Linked DNA regions of Gossypium arboreum: region 2 is linked to region 1. Evidence: chromatin contacts called from public Hi-C data. All regions are on one chromosome and are shown on one strand. Each heading gives the region's core, a stretch centred on a gene start, on an enhancer-like site or on the middle of the called end of the contact. The rest is flanking DNA. Distances are from core to core; before and after follow the strand shown. Region 1 holds the start of LOC108480635 (50S ribosomal protein L35, chloroplastic-like). Region 2 holds the start of LOC108479818.

Region 1 (6,860 bases), core at 819-3,318:
TTGGCTTATTAAATTCTATCACTTCCAACAACATTTTCCTTAACAAACTGCAATTGGTGACCTCCAAAATTATATTTGATTGCCCATTGATTTTCCATCCATAGCTTTTAGGCTAAGTTATACACTTTTATAGATGGAAAAGCTAAAAACAGAAATGATGTTGTCTTATGTTACTCCTTAAAATTAAATTTACCTTGTGCTGACTTATAACTTATCAAAAATTATTTTTTGAGAAAACTTAGGCCAAAAACAGTACAACAAGCAAAGATGGTAATGATTCGATTTTGAGAAAATTTGAACTTGAAAAAGTTTGTGTCCAAAAATATATGAGTCTAAGTTAATTCAATCCCAAATAATTCAATCTTGATACAAATTTGACCTCAAACCTGTAATGAGGTAAGTTTAAAATTGATTCAATCCTGAGCTCAAGATAGATCCGATCTCAAACTAAAAAAAAAAAATTTGAATTTAAAATTAAATAGACATTAATAATTAATATAAGGACTGTCTCTTTGGCTTGAATTTATTATTCCATACACAGGCAGTAGAGTCGTCTCTTCGAGTGCCGTCTGACATATTAAAAAATAGGTGAAACATGGCTAAAAAAAATGTTAATGAAAAAAATCAAAGTGAACTTAAGTTTTTACACCCTAAGATATTATAAATTCAAAACAGTTAATTAAAATGCCTAATTAAACTTAGACAGAAGTTTAAAATTAACAAATTTATAAATCGAGAAAAATGGTGGGATTGAAGATATCAACTCTGACAACATTATTTTTGAGAAAAAATAGTACTAGTTTCAGGCTTTAGTGTTTTCATGCCTTAATCATTTATAGTTCAAGCACTATAGAGAGATTGATATCAAGGCCATGACATTTAATAATTCCAACTACATTAATTGAATGAGCCAAAGAACAATGTGAAAGATATTATTAAAAGTCATTTTGAGTACAAAAATTTTAAAAATATTTTTATATTTACTTTTCAAAGTTTTAAAATTTTAAAATATTTTTAATAATTATGACTAAAATGATAAATTTTGTAATATTAAAGGCTAAATTTGATAAATTTTTAAATTTAAAATCAAATTGATAAAATTTAAAAACATTACAAAATTAAATATAGAGCAAACTTAATAGTTAAGTGACGATTTTTATACATTACCTATTTATATATAATATAAATATTAGATAAAAAGATAATTATAAAGTTTACAAATAAAATGCACTAAAAAAGTTTACAAATGAAGGATAAATAAGTCGCCATAAATGAATACATCACAATAAATAAGAAAACATCAAATGCATTTGAATTTAGACAACCTTGTAGAAGTAAAAACTTTGTTTTATATTTTTATTTTTTAAAATTATATATATTTAATTTTATAATAATATAAATAACTTGTTATTTTATAAATAAAAACGTATAAACTTATTAAAATACATCTAAAATGAATTTAAATATATGGTTGTCCAAATTCAAATGTGTCAGGACAACAATTTATTCATGTTCATCATTGATATAAAAAAATATACTTTTCATTAATTAATATATTTTTAAAGTTTTATTTTTTTATTTTTTCAATACATGGTATACTGAGGCTGTCACCATTCACCATTGGATTGAACATCAGTACTATATTAGTATAAATTAATAGTGTTAGTGTAGAGATATTAATATGGGTGATAAAAAGCAAGTTCAAGTATCAACTAAACTCAAAAAATTTAGATACCAATTAAATATTTTTGAGCAAATTTAGAGCATAAATTATATATTAACAAAAAAAAACATCTTTTCTTTGTTTCCATTTCCAAATTTAGAACTTTAATTGAAAGTATAGAGGAATATAAAAGTTTGTATTGATTGTTTGAAGTGATGAAGTAAGAAAATAGATTTATTTGAGATTGGTGGTTGATATTGGTCATTAATTCATTTTATTTGTATTATCATGATTTCTTTTTTCTAAACATGCTTAATTAGCTGTTAATCAAAATGTACCCAAGCTGTTAACCAAATTTTCATATTACATATTAGGAAATAAATTCAAAAGAACTAAGGCCACAAACAAATGGCGAATATTCCGCAGCAGCATGGCAATCCATGAGGACGCAACGTCTGAGACGGCAGTTTTCTGCGGTTCTATCCTAAGCTACTACTTTCCCACATACAATAATAACATCCTTAGCTTCAACACATTCATTTCATTCTTCCTCAATGGCTTCTTCTCTCAATTTAACCACTCTTTCTCTTACTTTACCCATTCCCCATCCTCATCCCCATCCCCATCCCCATCCCTTCTCATCCACTCGACTCCCTCGTGGCTCGCTCCAACTCCTCCAATTCAACAAGGTGGGCAAAGCCTTGAAACTCAGTTCCTCTCAAACCATCTCTGCTTTCCCTTCCTTTGCTTCCCAGGCCCTTCCCGCTTTCGCCCCTGCCCCCCAAACACTCCAATCCCCCACTGTCTTTGCGGCTAAAGGCTACAAAATGAAAACCCACAAGGTACTTCTCTCTTTCTTCTCTTTGCTTCCAGTGAATTTGGTTGCCATATCCAGGAAAACTTGTGCCAAAAGAATCCACATTTTTAGAATTCAGCAAATTTAAAAAATTTTATGAATAGATTTAGTTATTTGCTTTGCTTTTCTAATGGATACCATGTTGTCATATATATGGTTTATTAGGCTTCAGCAAAGCGATTCCGGGTGACAGGACGAGGGAAAATAGTAAGAAGGAGAGCTGGGAAGCAGCATTTGTTGGCTAAGAAGAACACCAAGCGTAAATTGCGCCTCTCCAAAATGGTCAGTCTTTTTTCCCCTTTTCGCCTCAGATTCTACTTTGTTATTATTATTAATAATTATTAAAATCCTTTTATCTTTTAGATAGCCTGACTGCTAATTCCTCCAAATTAATGCTGCGTTTTGGTTCTTGCATAGAAGGGATAAGCAACTGTGGGATATGGATTTGTAGCTTATACTTTTAATTTCTTAATTCCAAGCTCCTTATCATGACTGTTATCTTGTGTCAAACAAATAAAACTTAAACTGCAAGGAGTGGTTGGTGGGATGTAAGAAAGCAAATAAGACATTGCAATGAGAAAATTCGTTAAGGAAACTGAATAATTATTGTTTTTACTTTTGAAAGTCTTAGAATGAGGCTCACTTTTTTCTAAAAAAAAAAAATCTCCCAAGTTTTGGTGGATCTTCCCCTTCTTCTGGTTTCCCCAACTTGAATAGGAATTTAGTCCTGCTATTCTGTCTCTTGGCTCTAATACAGTTTACCAGTGTGGTTTGGATATGTAGATGAGCTCTGCCTTGGCATTTCAAGATTTTCAATCAGACAGGCTTCAAATTACTTTCTTTTAGTTTCTAAGTTATCCAGAGAGAGCAAATATTCCTGAAGGAATAGTTATTTTAATTGCTACCCCATTTAGGCTATATGCTGTCTGCCATCCTAGGTCCATTTTTCATCTCGTATCAAGAAAAGAGTCAAATGTCTCTTAGAGAAAATCTATATTAGAAATAATGAGCCTATGTTCTTGTTGGGGTATAGCAAAGTCAGGTTGGTCTTTAGGAGGTTTTGATGGGTGGAATCATGATTTTTTTTTTGTTACCTTAGTTTGGTGAGTATGGTAGGATTCAATGCAGATTAAACTTGTTTTTCTGATAAGTTGGCAGAGTGAAAAAGTGGTATATAATTTATCAAAGGGTATTTGAAAGTAACATGCTGCACCACCAGAAGTGAAAAGGCTTGCTTAAATGCTCAGTTGCTATCAGTTGATACCATGATTTGTTTTTTCTTCGTAGGAAGTCATATAAAGATTAGAGTTGGAGATGTTGAACCAAATATCTTAAATCGAATTTTTCTATTTTCAGTTACTGTATTTCTTGGTGAAATCATAGTGTCGTTATCTTACCCATTGTATGGTACGCGTGGTGGATGAGAGGAAGAAACTGGAAAGCGTTCATGTTAAACAAACTTAGACTATTCATAAAAAATGCAAATTGAGTACAGCTAATATCTATCATTATCATGACGAGAGCTTTGTTCTGTCTAAATGCTTAGTTTAATAGTTCATAGCTTCAGGCATGATCTGTTTGTATTTCCACTGTAACTCAGATAAAAACATCTAGGTTGCAGATCTTGTAAGATATTGTAAATTAAATCTCTCTTTCTTTCTTCTCTGAGCATAAACAAACCTCAACATATGAACAAAATCAGGTCATACTGAAATATATTGAAAATTTATTTGACTAATATTGAGAATTTCTTAAACCTAGAGGCTTACTTCAGATGCCCAGTTTAGGGTCATGAATTTTCCATTTGGTGTTTCTTTTAATCAAGCTGCTTGGAATATAATAGAAATTGATCCATTACCAATATTTGGTCAAACAGACTGTTCAAGTTGCTGATATAATCTCAAATGAAATTCTTTTATTTGATGCATAAGTTTGAACGTTGCTTATGGTGTATTTGTGTCAATTTCCGTCTGCAGCACGATGTTAGTCGGAGTGACTATGATAACGTGATTGGCGCCTTGCCGTATCTCAAAGTAAATAGAAATGCCAAGTGAAGAGTTGCCATGTGATGAGTTATTTATGTTGCTTTCTTGTGGTTTCTCACAATTATGTTAGAGAAAGTTGTGTTTATTGCTTTAATCTGTGGTGCACTTAGTGGCCATTGATAAAATTCCTAGTTGAATTTTATTTATTTCAATCATTTTGGCACTCGTTTCATTCCAGTTTAGACATCACAGGTAACATTACATGATCTGAACTCCTATGCTGGATGCTTTGGGTGTTGAAATAGGCTCAGAACATCTAGACTAAACTGTTTTTAAACTTCTCAATCATTTGCAAATAATAAGATAGATAGGAGAGTAAACCATTCGACTCAGTCAAGAAAAGAAGAAAAAAAAGTAATCCGAATTCAAACGGGATCAAATTTGATTTGATAAGAAAAAAAGAAAACTAAGACTCAATTTTTGGTTTCAATAATATTTTTTTAAAGAAGAGTATTAAAAAATTGTGTTTGGTTGAATATTAAAAAAATAAAAATGAAAATATGTAAAAGCAAAGTTGTGTCATGGTCCGATGGAAGCATCGGATTGTTTCTGGGTGGAAGGGTGCCCGTCAGATGTCATGGAGGCGGTGGCTCAGGACCATCATCGCTTTGCTTGAACGGGGTAACGCGATGGATGGTAGTTTTCTGATGCAAACATTTTTCTGGTTTTCATCGTTTTGTTTTTCTGTTTGCATTTGTTTGGTTCTCCTGGTCTTTGGGAAGGGTTGTATTAAATTTCAGACTACCACTTCGGCTTTGGATTGATCACAGGTCTACGTCTTGGACCATGAACTGTTTGGTTTCGTAATGGATGCCGGCCATTGTCTTCGACCAAATATTTTTTTAATTTAATTATTGAATAGACTAAAAGTTATTATTAAATAAAGAATAAAAAATAGAAATAACAAGAAAAATATAACAAAAGAGTGTCTTTAAAAGCTTTTCTAAAGTTTATATTTATAGGAATAAAATAAAATTCTTCTCTTAATAATAAATTTTTATTCTAATAAACATTCACTTTATAATAAGAGTTGATATATATTGAGGTACCGATTGAGATAATTTATGCTTATTTGGTATTAAATTTTTTTGAATTGATATCTAAATTTAAAATTATAAGCCAACTTAGTATTTTTTAGGTATTTGAATAACATTATTAAAATATGCTAACGTGACTCGATGACTAATAACATGGTGACACGTGCTAGTCTCATATTTTAACACGTGGTAAAAAATAATAATTTTTTTAAATTTTTTCCATTATCATCATGTTATTGGTCGTCAATGGCATCATGTCAGAGTATTTTAATAGTGTTAGTCAATTACCTAATGTTAGTCAATTACCTAAAAAAAGTATCAATTTGGCTTATAGTTTTTAAGTTCAGGTATCAATTAGGTCAAAAAAAAGTTTAAGTATCAAATAATTATAAATTGACAATTTCAGGTATCTCTGTATATATTAACCCTTATTTATTTGTAGTGCTTTTCCTTGGATATCCATCAATAAATAATGTGCCTTGTTAAAACTTTACTAAGATAAGAACCCAAAATTATTAGTGAAGGAAAAATAATAGGCATATCTATAGTACGCATATCATGTTCTCATAAAAACCTTGTAAAATTCAGTGGGACAAAAACTCAGTTAAGAGAAGAAGAGTACAACGCATATTTAATCCTCTTCATGACAATATCAAATGATATCTCATATTCTACATATTCAATATTGATTACTAGCTTTTTACATGATCACTTGAACGGATTTGCTAAACATTTATATCATCGTTTTTCTGAAAGTCTTGAGTGAAGAAGAATTTTGGGGAAATATATTTTGATCTCTCCAAAGGTTTCAATAATAATCATAACAAACTTTGATCATGATTCTTTTATAATAATAGATATGTTCAATCAATTCAATAAATATTTACGCAAACGTATCAAACAATTTCTCAAAAATTTCTATATGCTTTTTGCACTTTAAATCCTTCAAGGATTTTAATATAAACTTCCCTTATATAGTGATTCATATAAAAGTTGTAACAACAATTATAAGACGCATGCCAAATCTTTCATGACCTACCAAACTAATAAGAAATCTAATGGTTGTTGCATGCACTACAAAATAGAAAACAATATCTTTTTATAATCAATGTTAAGATTTAGCGAAAAACTTCATTTATTTTTATTTTGTTTTTAGCAAAACTACATAAATTTTGTATAACCTTACTAACTTTATACCTTTAAGTGTTTAGACTAACGGTTCATAAATTTTATGAATTTGATAAAATAGAAAATAAATA
Region 2 (6,568 bases), core at 1,647-4,146, 170 kb after region 1:
AGGACCTATTTGTAAAAAGTTATAAAATGTGTAGTAAAGATGTGATTTGATGAAAATTTTGGGCTAATATGAGTATATATATGGTTCAGCTAGGCTTGGGTAACAAAGAAATTGAATACATTTCAATTTAGGAGCCTAGGGGCTAAAATGTAAACATGTCAAAGTTTAGGGGAAAAAATGTAATTTTTTCCATAATGTAAGTTTTGGACTGAATTGACTGATGTGATTAATAAATGAGTTAAACTTGCTATTATAGATTAAGAAAAATGATGTTCGGACCTAGATCGGGGGAAAAATAAAGTATTTGATGATTTGGTCCCTTTTCTACTATTTTTGTACCGAGGTAAGTTCTTATGTAAATAATACATTGTTTTAAATATGTTTTGTATGTTTTACTATTGTATGAATTATGATTGATCATTGAGCGTGTTCGACAAAGTTACGACAATTTTGAAATCCCGATCGAACCTTAGAAATAGATAGGATACAAATGTCATGACATTAAGGTTATTGAGACTATGTGTAAGACCATATCTGGGATATGGCATCAGTATGAGACTTCGTGTAAGATCATATTTGGGATGTGGCATCGATATGAGATTTCGTGTAAGACCATAGCTGGGCTATTAGCATCGAAACGAGATCCTATGTAAGACCATATCTGGGATATGGCATTGGTGTGGTACTATGTGTGTGAGATACCCGAGTATCCTTAGTATTCCAAGTGGTTCAATGGGAACTGAACGAGAATGTCAAAGTTGTGAAAGACTATGGTATGTTGTAAATTGGTACAAGTATGTACATAAAACTCATACTTAATGAGCTTGATATGTGATAAATCTCTTGGTAAGGTTGTGATTAAGTTGGATTGTAAGATTTATAATGACATTTATGTTAATTTACTTCAAGTTAATTGTATGTTAAATGTGATTTTATAATGCTTATTATTTACATGGGAACTTACTAAGCTTTAAAGTTTACTCATGTTTCTTTTCCCTTGTCTTATAATGTCACCAAGCCAGCTCGGGGATCGGAGATTGTCGGAGATCTAGTCACACTATCAACCTATTATTTTGGGTACCAATGATTTGAACATTTTGAGTTATGGCATGTATAGGGACTTGGTCATTTTATTTTGTGTTATAATTGATTGGCCAAATGTGTTGGCTTATAATGGTTGATAATTCATTTTGTAAATGGCCATTGAAATTGGCTAATATTGATTTAAGTATATATGCATATGATGATGTCTTTCATGGATGTAGAAAATTGTATGATTTGAGTTGAAATATATGTGATGTTTGTGTATGATAAATGATAGTATGTGAATGAGGTATTGATGCGTTGGTTGTTGCTGATTTGGTTGAATGTATATACTTGGAATGGTGTTATGTTTTGTTGTGTAGATTTGTGCATGGAAGGGTGACAATATGGCTTGTAAAATAGCCTTATTCTTGTCCACACGGGTAGACACATGGGTGTGTGTCTAGCCATGTGTGACACACGGCTCGCCCCATGGGCGTGTGATCCAGCCGTGTGTCCCCTGTACATTAATTGTTGCAAAACAGAATGCTCAGTATGAGCACACAGGCGTGTGTCTCAGCTGTGTGGATGACACAGCCTCAGGTACGGGCTGTGCCCTGGGTGTGTGAAGTCTACACCTATTTTATGAAAAATTATAAAAATTAAATCGCCCATACAGCCTAAACACACGGGCGTGTGCCTTGCCCGTGTGACTTCTATTTGTTCTTAGATGACAAATAGAGAGTTACACGGGTTAAGGACACGGGCGTGTGTGACCACACAGCCTGCCCATACGGGCGTGTCTCAAGCCACACGGGCCTATGTCTCTTAAAATAAGAAAATTTATCTAAGTGTTGTGAAATTTCCAAAGTCTTCAATTTGGTCTCAAACCGCTTCCAATGCATGTTGGGGGCCTCGTAGGTTCGTTTTAGGGACGATGTGAATGTAAATGAGAATTTTAAATTTGGATGAAAATTTTCGTCTTGGTTTTGTATGTTTGTTTATGTTCAAGTCCGGTAATGCCTCGTACCCTATTCTAGTGTCGAATAAGGGTAAAGGGTGTTAAATGTGAGACTCTTAGCCCATTCTTATTTCTTCTCTGTTGTGAGGGATTGCCTTCCCTTATGTGATCGACACTTCAAAATGATCTGGTAAAGGAGGCCACTATTAGTCGGGGGTCCTCCAATATCCCATCTATTATTTACGGATGATTACATCCTTTTTTAGGAGGCAACCGAAGGAGGGCCTTCGGTGTTGAAACAAAATTTGAAAGATTATGAGAGTTCCTCTGGTCAATGTGTGAATTTTGACAAGTCAGTCATCTATTTTAGCTCTAATGTTGAGGAAGTGCGGATTGCGACCTCTTTTGGGGCTCCGTATTCCTACTGAGCCTGAGAGGCATATGGGTTTTTCAATTATCATAGGGAGGAATAAAAAGAGGGTGTTTTAGCATTTAAAAGACCACTTGCACAATAAGATTAAAAATTTGTGTGTATGATCTTTTTCTTAGGATGGAACAGAGGTCTTTATTAAGAATGTCGTGTATGCTATTCCCAATTTTGCTATGTTATGTTTTTAATTACCTGTTTCTTTTTGCTTAGACTTGGAGAGAATTCTAAGTAGATTTTGGTGGAAGAAATATGATGGACGTAGGGGCATCCATTGGTGTGATTGGTCATCTTTGTGTGATTCAAAAGATTTGGGTGGGATGGGTTGCCAACAATTAGCTCAATTTAAAGTTGTTCTCTTGGCTAAGAAAGGTTGGCGTTTAGTTAGTAATCTGAATTCATAGGTTGCGTGTGTTCTTAAGCATAAATACTATTCGCAATGTGATTTTATGAATTCTGAGTTGGGATCTTACCTTTCTTACCTTTGGAAAAACATTTGGGTTGCTAAAGGTTTGCTGAATTTTGGGCTGAGCTAACGTGTGGGTATAGGCTATCGTATCTGAGTCAGGGATGATGCATGGATCCACGGCCTACCTTGTCACAATTTATAGATTCAATGGATTAATTCACCTGATATGCTAGTTGTTGAGCTTGTTAACCATGATACTAGATAATGGAATGAGGCATTACTTACCACTGTTTTGGTTAATGCTACTGTGGAGAAGGTCCTCTGTATTCTTCTCGCATGGGAGGCTCATGATGATACTTTGGTATGAGGGGAGGAAGTTTCGGGGGAGTACTCGGTTCATAGTGTCTATTGCTTACTTCATCGCTCGAGCCCATCTAGTGACTATGACATATACAAGCCATTCTTTACAAGATTATGGAATTTACAACTATCTTCTAAGATAAAAATTACAACATGGCATATATTTCGCAATATCATCCCTAGTTTCTTTAATCTGTACAACCGACGACTATGCTTTGGTGCTTGGCGGCTATTGAAACTTTGGAGCACATCTTCTGTGACTGTCCCTCCGTTACTGGTATCTGGGTGGACCTATACATAACCTGGCCTAGTGAGCTTTTGGAGGCATGCTTGCAAGATTGGTTGTTTTACATTATTCAAGTTTACCCTATCACAATTTTCAGGAAAGTTGTGTGTGCCTTATGGTTTATCTAGAATGCTTGGAATCATCGTGTTTACAAAAATGTTATTATACAAATGCATATTTTAATTCAAAAGGTTGATACTTACCTTCCGGAATTGGATGTGGCATAGGTGAAGCTTCTTGGGCGCCCGATTAGGGATGAGCGGTGGTGACCCTTGGACGAATACTGTTTGAAAATCAACTTTGATGCGGCTTTTCATTCCCCTTTCAGGACATCCTGCACTAGAGTTGTTATCAGAAATAACCATTGGACTATATTGGCTTTGCACATGGTGGTTTGTAAACATATACCTTCTGCTTTTGCAGTTGAGGCCATTGCTTGTCTTCATGCGGTCCACTTGGGCCTGGCTCTTGATTTCCCAGATGTGATTGTTGAAGGTGACTCCCTCATGGTAATTCATAAGGTCCAATCTTCCCAGCTTGATCTATCGGTCATCGGCGCTTATATTCGAGACATAAAACATTGGGCAGGATATTTTTACAGGTGTGACTTTTGGCATTTCCTTCACTCGGGTAATACTATGGCTGATTTGTTGGCTAAAGAAGGCTTGAAAGCAGGGATGGGCTCTTATGTGTGCAGGGGTGTTTCCGATTTTACACAACGGGTGGTGGAGTGTGATCATCTATCCGATTTGTAATGCATTTAATGAGAAGTGGAGAGGGAGTGGGGAGCATTTTTCGTAGGTTTTCTGTTGTTTCTTTTGGTAGCGCTTGAGGATTCATATTGGTTTTCGACGAATTTCTCTTCGCTCCGGTGATGTCTCTGTGCCCTTGTTTGGATGGTCGCTATTTCTATTTGTGCTTGAAGTCTGTGTGCTAGCCTGTCTGGTTTTTTTTTCTTGTTAGATGTTTTGTTTTCTAGCTGCTTCTGCTGCGATCCAACTTTTGATATCTGCTCACCTCAGTTTTCATTTGCTACGTGGCCCATATACTTAGCTTTCTTAGAATTTGATTTGTTTGGTTTTCATTTTGTGTTTGCTTGGTTTTTGTTTATTTTTGTAGTGGACCTCATTTCTTTGTTTTGTTTAATGTAAGCCTAGTTTTTCAAATTTATTTTTTTACTACATTACTTTTTAATAAGAATTAAATAAAATATTTAAACGGCCCTTAAAGAAAAACAAATCAACGTCGTATTAACCATTTTGTACTAGGCATCCAATGAACAGTATACGTGTCAACCTTGAAAGCAATATGCTAGAAGCTACCGTCGGATCTTACGCCACGTGTAAGACAGCACCAAACCACCGCCGTCATTTAAAAGAAATCCTAACTTTGTGGGCCCCGCATATTATCCGTTTATGTGTTTACATGTCTGCCAGCACATGCTACCCTTTTCTCCCAGAGTACCCAAAATAGCCTTAACTCTAACCCCAATAATTGCCACAACTAAGGGTATTAAAGTAATCGCGAACTTTATTACACGTGCGATGGCTCAAACAACGCGGGATTTGCACGTGCTCGCCGCCAAAAAGGATCCGCTTACCCCCATTTTAACTCCATTAATTAGATTTCTCCAAAGTAACTTCTAGGGTTTCGGAATCTCCGAAATTTGCTCTCGTTCCTTAAATTTTGATTAGAGGTAAAAAAAAAAAAAAAAACTTTAAAGCTAGGTTTTCCGGCATTTTTTCGGTTGGTGTTGGGAAAATAGGGATTTGGCTTAGATTGGATGGTGCAGTTGATGAGATCGGGAACTCCTACGGCGGAACCCGAAGCGTGCCGGGACAAGGCGCCGGTGAAATTGGAGATCGTAGAGGATTCATTAGAGGAAGAACATGGCCCTGTTAATAAACGATCCAAACTTTCTCCAAATCTTCAACAGGTATTATTTTCCCTTCAAATTTCCTTTTTTTTTCCCTATGAAATAAATATATAAACAAAAACTCTCCCTATTTTGGAGAGAGATCTAAAGTATTTAGATAAGAATAAGAGCTTTTATTTTAGAGCTTTGAAATCTGAAAGATTTCATTTCTGGGTATATATATTTTGTCAGTGGAGCTCCGATGGCAATGCTTTCCCGATCCCGCCAGCGCAATACAACCCGTTGGATGAGCCGAGTCCACTTGGTTTGAAGCTAAGGAAGAGTCCTTCACTTTTGGATTTGATCCAAATGCGCCTCTCTCAATCCCAAAGCGGTAGCTCAGCCGCCCAAGCTGAGAGCTTGAACTCTGGTGTCAAAAAGGAGAGTAAAGCTGTTGCCGCTACCGATAAGCTTAAAGCCTCAAATTTTCCAGCTTCCATTCTTCGAATCGGCCACTGGGAGGTACCTTTTATTATTTTTTATTCATTTATTTTATTAAATACATTCATTTTGGGGGGTCAAGTAGCTGAAGAATTGCTTACTTGGTTATTTTTGCAGTATAAGTCGAGGTATGAAGGTGATTTAGTGGCCAAGTGTTATTTTGCAAAGCATAAGCTTGTCTGGGAGGTGTTGGAAGGTGGGCTTAAGAGTAAGATTGAAATACAGTGGTCGGATATTATGGGTCTTAAGGCAAATTGTCCTGATAATGGACCCGGGACTTTGAATGTTGTGGTAAACTTTCCTATGTTCCGTATGATATTCTTTTGAGTTTCCAATCTCCTTTTTAGTTTTCCTGCAACAATTATGTGTGCCTGTAATTATGCAGCTGGCTAGACAGCCCCTTTTCTTCCGGGAGACTAATCCGCAGCCTAGAAAACACACCTTATGGCAGACAACTTCAGATTTTACTGATGGTCAAGCTAGCATACATAGGTAAAAGTGATGTATATTTTATTCTTTTTCCCTTTTTGTGGAAATACAAGCTGAATTTACGTTAGTTGTTTGCATAGGGTTATGTGGCTAATTTGCTAATAAAATTTTGTAATGCTACTTTGCAGGCAACATTTTCTGCAGTGTCCCCAAGGGTTGTTAAACAAACATTTTGAAAAACTGGTCCAATGTGATATGCGTTTGAACTGTTTAAGCAGACAGCCAGAGATAATTTTGGATTCACCGTACTTTGAATC

What was found. Hi-C and Micro-C count contacts between places; a contact is called where the count stands out from the background.
Region 2: a Hi-C map of leaf shows a contact between it and region 1, with 4 times the contacts expected there. The contact joins the promoter of LOC108479818 here to the promoter of LOC108480635 in region 1. A contact is called at or near these places in 2 of 5 Hi-C or Micro-C datasets (both in leaf).

What each region holds. Positions count from the first base shown.
Region 1 is chr8:91,571,075-91,577,934 of ASM2569848v2, forward strand. LOC108480635 (50S ribosomal protein L35, chloroplastic-like) reads left to right here and starts at 2,069. Exons shown (of 3, transcript XM_017783686.2): 1 at 2,069-2,505; 2 at 2,685-2,801; 3 at 4,496-4,716. The coding sequence starts at 2,218. The coding sequence ends at 4,573. LOC108480544 (heptahelical transmembrane protein 2-like) reads left to right here. Exons shown (of 4, transcript XM_017783580.2): 4 at 1-47.
Region 2 is chr8:91,737,847-91,744,414 of ASM2569848v2, forward strand. LOC108479818 reads left to right here and starts at 2,897. Exons shown (of 6, transcript XM_017782626.2): 1 at 2,897-5,402; 2 at 5,574-5,843; 3 at 5,940-6,113; 4 at 6,208-6,314; 5 at 6,440-6,568. The coding sequence starts at 5,250. It overlaps LOC108479035 (a long non-coding RNA gene), which reads right to left and starts at 4,000. Exons shown (of 4, transcript XR_008287078.1): 1 at 3,875-4,000; 2 at 3,670-3,805; 3 at 3,106-3,471; 4 at 2,586-3,001.